Linked DNA regions of Gossypium hirsutum: region 2 is linked to region 1. A link is a contact called in public Hi-C data. All regions are on one chromosome and are shown on one strand. Each heading gives the region's core, a stretch centred on a gene start, on an enhancer-like site or on the middle of the called end of the contact. The rest is flanking DNA. Distances are from core to core; before and after follow the strand shown. Region 1 holds the start of LOC107916594 (ARM REPEAT PROTEIN INTERACTING WITH ABF2). Region 2 overlaps LOC107916586 (alpha-glucan water dikinase, chloroplastic).

The links. A called contact is a pair of places that touch in the nucleus more often than the background predicts.
Region 2: a contact with region 1 is called in a Hi-C map of leaf, with 2.6 times the contacts expected there. The contact joins the enhancer-like site here to the promoter of LOC107916594 in region 1. A contact is called at or near these places in 2 of 34 Hi-C or Micro-C datasets (both in leaf).

The regions. Positions count from the first base shown.
Region 1 is chrA01:100,626,851-100,633,896 of Gossypium_hirsutum_v2.1, reverse strand. It overlaps LOC107916594 (ARM REPEAT PROTEIN INTERACTING WITH ABF2), which reads left to right and starts at 3,862. Exons shown (of 2, transcript XR_005921866.1): 1 at 3,862-6,887. It also overlaps the pseudogene LOC107916593.
Region 2 is chrA01:100,775,257-100,782,302 of Gossypium_hirsutum_v2.1, reverse strand. LOC107916586 (alpha-glucan water dikinase, chloroplastic) reads left to right here. Exons shown (of 36, transcript XM_016845865.2): 31 at 209-319; 32 at 638-736; 33 at 1,441-1,614; 34 at 1,711-1,803; 35 at 1,968-2,083; 36 at 2,530-2,957. The coding sequence ends at 2,734. Among protein-coding and RNA genes, the nearest start is that of LOC107916586, 15 kb to the left of the region's middle. Within about 2 kb of position 3,187, at least 2 of the 9 cell types and tissues checked have an H3K27ac peak or open chromatin away from gene starts, as enhancers often do. A contact at or near this core is called in leaf, where this site is marked.

The DNA of each region.
Region 1 (7,046 bases), core at 2,613-5,112:
TGCATGGCAGAAGGTGCTTGCTTGTGAAACTATTTATACCTTCTATCTATTCAAGATGTCATAATATATATTATTCTTAATTTCTGGTTTCAGTGGAATTTCCGGATTGGTTTCACTCCTAGGGAGGGTCTGGTAATCTATTCTGTTGCTTATATTGATGGTAGTCGTGGTCGGAGGCCTGTAGCTCATCGATTAAGTTTTGTTGAAATGGTAGTTCCTTATGGTGATCCAAATGATCCGCATTATAGGAAGAATACATTTGATGCAGGAGAAGATGGGCTGGGTAAAAATGCACATTCCCTTAAGAAGGTTTGGCAGTTCTTTCATGGTTAATGTTTTCTTGTTGAGTTTCATTTCGATATGCCATTTGATTAATTGAAGTTGAAATTTTCTGTGCTTTGCCTTTATTTCCTTTAGGGTTGTGATTGTTTGGGATATATCAAATACTTTGATGCTCATTTTACAAATTTCACTGGAGGTGTTGAAACAATTGAGAATTGTGTTTGTTTGCATGAGGAGGACCATGGTATCTTATGGAAGCATCAAGATTGGAGAACTGGTTTAGCAGAAGTCCGCCGGTCAAGAAGGCTAACAGTGTCGTTTATATGCACTGTGGCTAATTATGAGTATGGATTTTTCTGGCATTTCTACCAGGCAAGTTGGTGTCTACCACGATTTTGTTTGCTTACTTTGCACGAATTGGCTCTTACGCTCATCTTCGAACTAATGCCTATTCTTAACTATTTGTGAGACCTGCCCCTAGCATGTTTCGTTGATGGCAAAAGCAGGAATATTAAGTCCTTTCTTTTCAAATTTCAACTTCAGGTTGTCTTTTGAATGAGGATGCTTATACATTAATCATATCTCTTAGTTCTATCTAATGGTCCCACTACCATTTTCTTGAGCTTTTAAGGGGGAATATTCCCTCATTTTGAAAATAGCTTTACTTAAAATTTCAATGATTGATGCTTGTTATAGGATGGTAAAATTGAAGCTGAGGTTAAACTCACTGGAATTCTCAGTTTAGGAGCTTTGCAGCCTGGTGAAACTCGGAAATATGGCACAACCATTGCTCCTGGATTATATGCCCCTGTTCATCAACACTTTTTTGTGGCTTGCATGGACATGGCAGTAGATTGTAAACCTGGTGAAGCATTTAATCAAGTAATTTGTGTTATTATCCCATTATCATGGTTTTGTTTTCTGCCTTCATTATGCTGACATTTTCTGTTTGTAATGCATCTTATGATATCCATTATATATTTGTATTTTACATATGTAACATGTTCATGAGATTTGTCACTTCATTTTCCATTCTTTTTTGCTCCTTTAGAAATGTTAGGAGTTATTAAACGTAAGTTTATGCAAATACATGGGTTCGTACAGGTTGTTGAGGTGAATCTTAAAGTTGAAGAACCCGGGAAGAATAATGTTCATAATAACGCATTCTATGCTGAAGAGGAACTACTGAGATCTGAACTGCAAGCAATGCGTGATTGTAATCCGTTGACTGCACGCCACTGGATTGTAAGTAATTTTTCTCATACTCGGTTGTTTAAATCACAAGGATATACATTTTTACTGGTGTTTAATTCACAAAGGTTTTCTGAATATTGTGTGGATGGTGAGGTACTAATCCCAGTGACTTGATTGGTCAACTGTACTTTCTATTTTCGAAATTAGGTTAGAAACACAAGAAATGTCAACCGGACTGGGCAGCTAACAGGTTTCAAACTGGTACCTGGTTCAAATTGTTTGCCACCGGCTGGATCTGAGGCGAAATTTCTAAGAAGAGCTGCTTTCTTGAAACATAATCTTTGGGTCACACCCTATGCACATGATGAAATGTATCCAGGAGGGGAGTTTCCAAATCAAAATCCACGTGTTGGGGAGGGATTAGCTACTTGGGTTAAGCAGAATCGTTCTTTGGAAGAAGCTGATGTAGTTCTGTGGTTAGTAAAATCACATCAGATAACTTCATATGAAATCCTAGGCATTTTATTATCTAACAAGTTAATTTTCCTCTGTATCAGGTATGTCTTTGGAGTGATACATATTCCTCGGCTGGAAGACTGGCCAGTCATGCCCGTTGATCGCATTGGCTTTATGCTTATGGTATACACTCATCCTAATAACATTCACTCTTTGCATCACTTGATTGCTTCATCATAATAGAATATATTAACATTCTTTTTCCTTTTCTGTTAATTCATCATTTTCATAACGATATCAAAGTTAAAGGGTTACTCCATCTCATGCAAGTTTATTGCATAGGATCTTATTTTGGACTCGAAAAGTTGTCCATCGTCTTATGTAGTTTGAAGATGTTGTCTACACATTGTCCCCTTTAGACACAAATCGCTATCGTGGTAGGCTTGCATGTTAAACAAAATGCTTGACGTAGACAGCCTGCTCAAAATTCTAGTATTTGTGCTTTCGTATGCATCCCAACTCTTAGAAGAGGAGCGCAAGTCCGGATCATGCATTTCAAGCCTGTTCAGTTCACTTTTCTCTTTAGCAGCGTTAGTAAGTAGGAAGGGAATGACTCACCTCGTCAAGGAGACAACGTGTGAGTCATTAGGGTCCCGCTCTTGCACTGCATTGTCAGAATGCTTATGGTGTGGATTTGCGCTTGCAATTGAAAATGCTATGCGGAAATTCTTCTTTTAAGTTGGACACAATATAGTAAGTTTACAGCTTGGTTGACAGAAGCATGATGTTAGAACTTAACCATTGGTATCTGCAACGCAGCCACATGGTTTCTTTAACTGCTCCCCTGCGGTCGATGTTCCTCCTAGCACGACCGATCTGGAGGTCAAGGACAACGACATTGCAACAAAGCCTATCCAAAATGTGATAATTGCGAAGCTTTGATTTCATATCTGCAGTCTGCAAAATGTTTAGCAAACTACAAACAATTGAGCCATTGATTGGCCTCACGTTATTAAGTAAGTATGAACATCTGGATTTGTTTGTCCTCATTTTTTAACCGCCCTTGAACATTTGTGATATAATTAACTCGGGTTGAATCCTAATGTAACATTTCACTCTGAATAATTGGATCGATTGTAGTTAATTAACATTTAAAGTGTGTTAAAAAAAATAACTTCAATACAAAAATATTATATATATATGTATTGGTGCTATGGTATACCCGTTGTGCGGGTGAAAGAAATAAAATAACAAGGCAATTCATTTTCATTTTTTAGTCAAGTTGTTTGTAGTAACTAAATTTGGTCTTTTTTGCCACATTTTTATATTCATATTTTTTCATGAATTTTCATCTCTATATCAATTTTTATTTTCATAAAATTTTTCCATTTAACTCATTTTTCAAATTTCTTAGAAATTTCACTAAACAATGTTAGATGTCTTATAAAAATTTTTTGGGCTGTTACAATGTCTATTAGCAAACCTACTCTTGTTCTGTGAAATTCTCACAAGTTAATAGCTTAATTAAAGGTAAAAGTTACAAGGAAATCATTGTAATGTAAGTAGATTGCAAATTTGTCAATTTATTAAAAATGGTTAAATTAGTCCCTTATGTTAGATTAAATATTAAATTGATCATTCTGTAAAAATTTTGTAAAATTCTATTGTTAAAAAGTGATCTTTATACATTAGAATAATGTACACATGACACATTATATGTAACTGTTACCCTTTACTCAAAAAATAAAAATTAGTCTTTATATGTTAGATTAAAGAGCAAACTGATCATTTTTTTAAAAGTTTCATCTATTTTTATTGTTAAAATTGGCCCCTATATGTTAAAATTAGTTATATAAATTTTTAATAGTAGATAATTATAAAATTTTTAACAGAAAAAATAAAAAAATAATAAAATAAACAAAATACAATCTAACTCTTACTATATTTTTAAAATTTTAACATTTTTGTAACATTACCTTATTTTTCTTATTTCAATTTTCCTATTTAAATTGCTAACAGTCTTAGGAAAAAAATCAAGGCATTGGAAGATGAAGCTCTTACAAAAATATGTGAGACTTGAGAAAATAACGTAGTGCCAACATCATCAACCTAGAAACGAATCAGAGGCGCTGTCGCGAAGCTAAAACAACCGTCCTACGACATCCCAAAATCGTGGATTTGACCACTCTAGCACCTCCAAAGAACCTCTCCAAACCACGAGCACTGAAATGATCAAAAGGACTCGAGCAACAAGATAGAAGCTTCCCTCATTCAAGAAAGAGTCGAACCACTTTCCAAGTCCAACCACGCCCTTAACTCCCCTGAAACAGACAATCAAAAGGTGTAAACCAAAGATCCCCCAAAAAATAGGAAACAATTAAAAAATACTGTAAGAAGATTAAGCTAGATATGGGGAGAAAAAACCCTAGTTTAATCAGACAAGAGGCCAAACATTGCCCATGCAAAGAGCCAAAACAGCTTGGGAAACCCTAGAGTCGGCAAGTGTCGAGAGAGGGAGAAATTTTTTTTTATGCTTAGGATGTTAAGATACTGTATAGGTACAGATTATATTCCGCATCCTTATAATGAAAAGTAAATCAAACCTCTTCATTAAACATAGATGCCAAATATGTTTTTCTAAAGAAGAAGAACCTTAATTGCCATTTTTGCCAGTTTCATTTTTTTTTCACATCAGAAAAAATAAAAAAAGGATCATTTTCCTATAATTTTGTACTCCATATGACATGAAAACATAAATCATTTTTCAAATAAAAAATAGCCAATTAATTCATCTCCTCTCTTAAAAAATTGTAATGAAAATAAATTATTAAAAGAAGCCTGAGCTCGGCTCTGCTGCTGACTACACAAAACGAACATGCGAAGAATGAATGAGCGAACAGAACAGTAGACTAGATTGAGATTCTCAAAATCTGACTCTTCACTTCACTCATCCCCGAAAAAGGCACGAATTTTTATGGTAAAAGAGGCAACGTGTTGATGGGTTCGGTGGGGGAAAAGAGAATCGAGGACGACCTTTCCTATCCGATATTGCTTGCAGAACGAGTTCGCTCCGCCGCCGACGAGGCCGAGTCCTTTAAAGCCGACTGCTGGGAGGTTGGGAAGCAAGTGGATCGGCTTTCCCAAATTCTTCGAACCCTTGTCCGCTTCACCACCTCGGTTCAATCCCTCTATGAACGCCCGATTCGCCGGGTAATCGCCGAGGTTTCCAAAAACCTAGAGCGGGCCCTCACTTTAGTCCAGAAGTGCAAGCGCCATAGCATCTTGAGCCTTGTGGTGAGAATCACCAGCGCCGCTGATTTCCGCAAAGTGCTGAACCTTCTGGACGCTTCCGTCGGCGACATGAAGTGGCTCATGGGAGTCCTTGACGCCGAAAACAACGGCTCTGCTAGCGGAACCTTCCTTTCCCTCCCTCCAATCGCTAGCAACGACCCCATTATCTCCTGGGTTTGGTCTTGCATCGCAACCGTCCAAATGGGCCAATTAACCGACCGAATCGAAGCCGCCAACAACCTCGCTTCCCTCGCTCAAGACAACGACCGAAACAAAAAGATAGCCGTTGAAGAAGGCGGCGTCCCTCCTTTGCTGAAACTTCTTAAAGAAAGCTCCTCAATGGAAGCGCAAATCGCCGCGGCTAATGCCCTTCTTGTTTTGGCAAACGAACCGGAAAGAGTTCGCAGTATTGTTGAAGAAATGGGGGTCCCAATTGTGGTTCAAGTGTTGCGAGATTCTCCGATGAAGGTTCAAATCCCCGTAGCGAAATTGATAGCGAGAATGGCGGAGTATGATCCGGTGGCTCAAGAGGATTTCGCCAGAGAGAATGTGATTAGGCCGTTGGTCACTTTGTTGTCGTTTGAGACATTCGTGGACGATTCTGGGACTCTTTTGGGTAAGCAAAGCATCCATTCCATAGTTCAAATTAATAAAGAAATGGAGAAAAATTCTTGGACTTCATCGAATTCAAGGAATTATAGTTATGGACCCTATGCTAATTCATACTCAAATTTACACGTGGATGGTAGTACTAGGGGAGGAAACTATAGGAAAGAAAGGGAAAATGAGAACCCTGAAGTGAAAATTCAGTTGAAAATCAACTGTGCTGAAGCTTTATGGATGCTGGCTAAAGGGAGTGCTTCAAATAGTAGGAGGATAACAGAGACAAAAGGATTACTTTGCTTGGCTAAGTTGGTGGAGAAAGAACAAGGTGAGCTACAGTATAATTCTTTGATGACAATAATGGAGATTACAGCGGCTGCTGAATGGCATTCTGATCTTAGACGCGCGGCTTTCAAGATGAATTCATCTGCTGCTAAGGCTGTTATTGATCAGCTTTTGAGGGTGATCAAGGAACTGGATAGCCCTACATTGCAAATTCCGGCTATCAGATCAATTGGTTCTCTGGCGAGAACTTTTCCAGCTCGGGAGACTCGAGTGATTTGTCCTTTGGTGACACAGCTTGGTAACAACAATCAAGAAGTGGCAATGGAAGCTGCCATTGCATTGGGAAAATTTGCTTCTCCAGACAATTTTCTCAGTATGGACCATTGCAAGTCGATAATCGAGTTTAATGGTGTTCCACCTTTGATGAGATTGCTTACATGTGGCGAGAAGACACAACTGCATGCTGTGGTACTGCTTTGCTACCTTGCCATTCATGCCGGTGATCATAAAGCTTTGGAACAAGCTAGGGTCTTGACTGCCATTGAAGGGGCAGATCGAACAATGTTTGCACAACATCCTGATTTGAAAGACTTGGTGTCCAGGGCCATTTATCAACTCAACCTTTACCATACCCATACCGGAGTCCATCCTCAGAGGCAATTATATGCGCCTTAAATTATGCACCCAATATTTCCGTTTATGGTTATTTGTTTTGCTTTTCAGGTAAACCCTAAATTGGAAGGCAAAGCTAACAGGGCATACGCATAATAGATTTGGTAAGTTGGATGAAAAAAGTATAGGTTCAGCAATAGACAGGTTTCTGTTTAAGAACTATACGTTGTTCAAAATACCTTAGATGCTTTTATATGCCCTTTGATGGTTCAATTGTCTGAATATTTTCTTTCATGTTTATATGAGCAAATTGATTCCTTCAA
Region 2 (7,046 bases), core at 1,938-4,437, 150 kb before region 1:
CCATTTAAATTGGGCCTGTGGATTGATCCCACAACCTTGGGGATATGGTGAACTCCTTTGACCAATAGGTCAAATGCTGGGGTTCATATAAAATTGTTAATTATAATACTCGTTAATACAATTTAAAATATATATTCTGTAATAATTTACATTAATATGATTATACATTATGTTCAATAATATTATTTTAATAATATTAAATTCTTAGGAAGTGGATCAAAAGTTGCAAATTTTGAAGAAGAAATTAGGAGGAGGAGACTTTGGTGCACTTGAGGAAATCCGTCAGACGGTTCTGCAGCTGAGGGCACCATCCCAATTGGTATGTATTTTAGTAGTTGAACTTGAGATGTTTCTTCTGCTAAGATTTCAATGCTTACTTGATAGCAATCATAGCATCATCAGCTTGAAACAATATTTTGTTGAGTTCTTCTCTGGATGAGAAGTTTTTGATTGTCCAAAAGAAAATTTTCCCTTCTGCATTCTCCTACAGTTGTATCTCTATGTGAATCTGAATTTTCTCAATAATTTTTTGCCTCCCTAAGTTTATTGCATCTAAGAAATTGATTGCACTTCTGGCTAGGAGATTTCTTTCACAGGCAGTTGATCAGATTTATTTCAATTTCTCATTTATCTTCAGGTGCAAGAGCTGAAGACCAAGATGCTGACTTCTGGCATGCCTTGGCCTGGAGATGAAGGTGAGCAGAGGTGGGAGCAAGCATGGACTGCTATAAAGAAGGTATACGATTTTTTCTGCAAAGAAGGAGCTTATGCCTCTAACACCATGTTTAGATAAACAATTATAAAGGAAAAGAAAGGAAAAATGTAAAGGGAGGAATGTTATGGAAAGGAAAGAAAACAATACGTTATGATTTTTCTTCCAATTATATCCTTTTTATAAAACAATTTATAAAAGATTAGAAGGACAAAAAGTATGTTTCACGTCCAATTTTCTTTTCAAGGGAAAGTAATGGATACTCAACTTTCTTTACTTTCCCGTGTTTAAATAAAATAACTTATCCAAACGAGATAAAGGTTCTTGTTTTCCTTCCCTTTACTTTGATCCTAACATAGGATAAATTTTGATTTCTACAACATGCCACTTCATTCGAATAGTGTTTTATCTGTAATCATACTAGGATCACAATGAGTAATGTCATTGTCCTTTACGTTTTACTTGCATCCAAACAGGAGAAGGATGCCTTTTGTCTTTCTCTGCATTTTAGTTTTTTTCTCCAATTTCCTTTTCCTAAAATTCTGTGATCCATACACTATGTTTCTTTTAGCATTCAGCCACGTTAACTTTTTACCTGTAACTAGGTCTTTCAAAATTTGTTCCTTCTATTCACATAGTTCTTAATTTAATTGTTTTGCTGGCTTGTAGTCACAGATTTCCATTTTGATCTATAGCACTGACATATTTGTTTTATGCTTTCAATCTAGGTATGGGCTTCAAAATGGAATGAGAGAGCATATTTCAGCACCAGGAAAGTCAAACTAGATCACGACTACCTCTGTATGGCTGTCCTGGTTCAGGAAGTAATCAATGCTGACTATGCATTTGTTATTCATACTACTAATCCATCGTCAGGGGACACTTCAGAGATCTATGCTGAGGTATGCATCAGCATTTATCAATTTTCTATCATGATCTCCTGTCATTTGTTCCCCTTGAGGAAGAAAAAGGAATTATTTGATTTCTGTTTGACTTAGGTTGTCAAGGGACTTGGAGAAACTCTTGTTGGAGCTTATCCAGGTCGTGCTTTGAGTTTTGTTTGCAAGAAAAACAATCTCAACTCTCCTCAGGTAAAACATGCCTACATATTTAATACTGGGTACAATTAACGAAGTAATGCAGAATAAGATTAACCATCAATACAATTCCCTTACCATCATATCATTGAAAAAATTATATTTGATCACAAAGCAACTAATCATATTCTCCACTAACGATTTCCGACATATTTCAGGTTTTGGGATATCCAAGCAAACCAATTGGTCTCTTCATAAGGCGTTCCATTATCTTCCGATCTGATTCTAATGGTGAAGATCTAGAAGGTTATGCAGGTGCTGGCCTTTATGACAGGTAATCTCCTTCCAAACTTCCTTGCAGAAAGCGTGCAGTGTGCTTATTATTTGATGTGTTTGATTTTTCCTTTTGTTGGGACTGTACTGTCCTTAAATGGAAAACTGTTCCATCTTCCGAATTGTTAGTGATCAATGTCTATTATTTTATTCTTCCGGAGATGCACATGAAGTGAACATTTACGGCTGAAGGAAGCAGGGTCCAATCTGCCTTATTGTTTTTCATGCAAAGGGCATGGTTAGATTTTTATGTAGTAACTGCTTTTCTAGAGCCTAGAGGAATCTCCAGATGGCCAATACTAACGCCACTAAAAGTCTAGCACTTGTTCTTGGTCTTGCAATTTGGTCTAACAAAGAAAGTTACTTATCATATGATCTTGTTCCCCTAATTCTTTTTAAAAGAAACTTTTGCACGGACGCTTAATAACACCAATCTTTTTTGTGCAGTGTGCCAATGGATGAAGAAGAGAAAGTGGTGGTTGATTACTCATCGGACCCGTTGATAAATGATGGCAAGTTTCAACAAGCAATCCTTTCTAGCATTGCTGGTGCAGGAAATGCCGTAGAGGAACTGTATGGATCTCCACAAGACATAGAAGGTGTGATCAGAGATGGGAAGGTGTATGTTGTCCAGACAAGACCCCAGATGTGATCCTCTCATTTGTTTCTTTTTAGTATAATAATTATATTCTTTGGGCAGTGTTTTTTTGCCTATGCCGACGTTGTAAAATGAGTAAAACATACAACACTGAAGAAGAGGTGAAAATGAAATAGAAACAAAATGTATAAAGAAAGAATAAATATTCTAAATCGCAGAACTAATAACTTGTTTGTACGTGTATGCATACATTATATGAAGATGTTTCCTGGGGTCCTATTCTATCTACTCTTAAATTTAGACCTTTTACTTCTTTTCTTTTAGTTGACAAGATTATTAGAGAAATTTTATTCTATTCAGATATTGGATTATTTAGTATTTTTAAAATTAAAAATTAGCTTATGATGGAAGGATTAAATTTTAAGTGGGGGAGGAGTACAGGGATTGGGAGAGCTAGACTGAGAATCGTCCGACTACCAGTTTTGGTCGGAGCAAAACGCAAGTTTTGTTCATGTGGGCCTAAACACATTCATTTGTAGTTAAATTAATCAAGGTATGATGCCAAGAAACAGCCCTATCATCTGCCCATCCTACTTGCGGGACAATGTTTTTACCCAACTTAATATTAAAATTATCCTAAAATATATAATTATTATTAATTTTTAAGGACATATAAATATTATATACACTCAATCATATATGATATCTTTTTTAATTTAATTTTATTTAAACTACTTAAAAATAATTGAAAATTTGGAAAAGAGAATGTCAACATGTTGAAACTATTTGCAGGAACAATATTAATCAAAAGTGAAATTTGAAAATATTGAAATCAATTGTTAAACATTAAAAAACTGATAAAAATTATAAAAATGACGAAAATAGAAAAACTGAAACCAGTCATCAAAAATTAAAAAGCCTAGAAAAATATTAGAAACTGGAATTTGGGATGATTAAATTAAAAAAAAACTAAAAGTTATTTGAAAATTATAAAATAAGAAAACATGTTTATTTATTTATTAAAATTTTTAAAATTTTTACTAATTTAATTAAAGTTAAGTTAGAGAAAATACTAAGTATGGTGAAGTGTATAATGATAAATTTACATTTTTAAAAGTTGATGTGAAATTATTTGACTGGTGCTTAAAATTTCTAGTTGTTAAGATCATCTAAATATAATTTATTTTTTTATAAATGATAATAATGTTAAAAAATTATACAAATTTAATAAAAAATAATTTTTTTTCAAGTTATTAAAATTTGAAATTATAAATATAGTTTTAAATTATTAAATTCTTTTTCAATTATTATCATTATACATAATTAATAAATTTTATTCAAACATAATTTTTTATTATTCTGAGCAAATATAACTTATTTTGGTCTAAATTTAGTAACAAATAAATTAATCTATTAAAGGTATGGACTTAATTTAACATGCTAATTGCATAATCAACAAAATGTGACGGACCAAATCTGGGATTAGCCCATTATCCATTCCTCCAAGGTGTCATTATGCCAATATCCATAGACACTCTTTTTATGCATAGGTATATAGATTTGAGAGTTTAGTTGAAGATATTAAATTAATAATTATATTATTTCCAAAATTAACTGTTTGAAAAAGGTCTCGTTGGCTCCAATTAACTTTAATTTTTAAAATAAAATTGTATTGAGAAATAATTAAAAATAACATGTTTTGACGATTTTCAGTCCAAATTATTTGACGATTCCTTGATTTTTGTCTGTTAGATATTAGTCCTGTAGGTCCATTTGAATGGGCGCTAAGTTTTAGTGAGGTTAAAAACGAAAAATAGTCTGCTCTTGGTAGCACGTCCTCTGTCTGCTCTTGGTAGCATTTTTGGTTTTATTTTGTCTTTTAGTATTCTTGTGCTTGTTTTTTTTTTTTGAAGTTTTGTTTTGTCTTTTTAAAGTTTTTTTTTTACGTTAGTTATGGAGAGAAGACAAGATAGAGAAGGAAATGGAAGGCTTAAATCTTGAAGATGAAGAAGATATTGAAATTTCGTTGCTAATAGATCGGGAGGCACAAAAATCGACTTACGAGTTCTGTTTGGTTGGTTGTTTATTAACATCAAGTATTGTTTATTTCCTAGCTATGAAAAATACTACGGTAAATCTTTGGCATCCCTTAACGGGAGTACTGATCTCAGATTTTGGAGAAAAAATGTTTCTTTTCAAGTTTTTCCATGAGATGGATATCAAGTGTGTAATGGAAGGGGCCCATGGACTTTCAATAATCACTTGTTGATTTATCATCGTTTAGAGAAAATGAAAACCCGATGCAAGTTCCTCTGGTATTTTCACCTTTACGAGTTCAGGTTAATGATCTTCCCCTTGGTTTCTTTCCAGAAAGTGTGGCAAACCAAATGGGGAATTTTGTTGGATGTTTTGTGGAGTACAATGCGAAACCTCTGAGTAGAGGATTCATGAGTTTCTTGCGTTTTAGAGTAGATATGGATATCAGGAAGCCATTGAAAAGAAAAAAGAAGATCATGTTATCCTCATCAAATTCAACTTATGTCTCCTTTTGATATGAGAGGCTGACTTTATTTCATTTTCTCTGCGAGCGATTGGGACATAATGATAAATTTTGCCTTGTCCGATTAACAAAGGGGGACGAGGTTTTGGAGTTGGGATAGAACTCAAATCTGAAAGCACAATCTAGAAGAGTTGTGGTTGAGAATAGCGTCTGGTTTAGGAGGTAAGGGATGACGAATTTTGGGAAAAAAATCTAACAAGCCATCATTTGGGGAGAAATCAAGGAGAGAATGTTAGGAGAGATTTAAAGAAGAAAATAAATCCAATCTTGGGATTTAATTTGGAGGGATTTACTAAAAAAAATATAAATGAATTCTATAGGATCTTCCAATGGTGTAGGCCAATTTGAAATGGACCATGATATTGAGGAAAGCCCTATTGCACAGTTGGATGGAAAGAAAATGCATAGCATAGTCTTTTTGGACTCTAGCATTTTAGGAATGGAAGATTCGATGGGTACCGCGAATGAGCAAAATAATGTTTGTTCCCTTACCGGAAACCATGAAAATGATAAGTTAGAACGTTAGCGAATTGGGGAGTACACGAGCGATTCGAAGACTTCGGCACATGTTGGAGATATACAATCCCCAAATTGTCTTCTTAATGGAGACTAAGTTGAATAGTGATCTAATGGAGAAGGTCCAAAAGCGATGTGGATTTTCTAATGGAATTGATGTTTCAACAAATGAAACAAGAGGTGGGTTTGGTTTAGCTTGGAACGAAAATGAATTGGTCCAGCTATGAAGTTATCCTCAAAATCACATTGATGCTGAAACTTTGATGGATGATAATGGTAGTAAATGGAAATTAACTGGATTTTATGGTATCCCAGATGTGTGCTTTAGAGAGGAAGGGTGAAATTTATTACAAAGTCGAAATCAAGACTTATCATGGCTTGTATGTGGAGATTTCAATGAAATTTTATATTCTCTCGAGAAATTTAGTGAGGTGCCAATAGACAAAAGATGGATGAAATGTTTTCAGAGAATGCTTGATAATTGCTGATTAATGAATGCAAGGTATTTTAAACCTCGATTCACTTGGGAAAGAGGTAACCTTCATGAAACTAATATTCGAGAATGACTTGATAGGGGGTGGCTAAAGTTGAGTGGTTTGATTTGTTCCTGAATTTCTCAATAAACCACTTATCGCATTCTTTTTTCGATCATTGTCCTCTTCTAATCAAAACCGATCAAGGGGATTAGTAGAGAAATCGAAAGAATTTTAATTTTGAATCATGGTGGGTCTTGAAGGAATCCTATGAAAAGGAAGTAAGGCGTTATTGGGAGTTGAATTCTGGTTCGGTTATGGAGAAACTTGAAGTGCTTTTAGCTAGGCTAAAAAGATGGGCAAAAGGTATAAAAAGCAAGTGAAACGAAGTTTCTAAAGGCTTGCAAGACAAGTTGGGTTGGTTGTTGGAACTTGACAGGGATGATGATACATTGGCTGAGATAATCGATATGAAAATCCATCTTAATATGGAGATTGAGAAGGAAGAAAATTATTGGAAGCAAAGAGCCAGGACAAACTGGTTGAAAATGGGAGATAGAAACACCAAATTCTTTCACAGTTTTGCATCCTAAAGAAGACGTTCAAATCGTATCCGGAAGTTGGTGGATGAGCAGATAATGTAGCCACGTCAAAAAGCGAAATGGAAGAATTTGCACGCAAATAATTTACTGATATTTTTGCATCAAGAGGAGCAGGAATATGGAACATATTCTGTCAGGAGTGGATACTTGTATAACATTAGAAATGAGTCAGATGATATTGTCCAATTATACAGATGATAAGGTGGTTTCAGCAT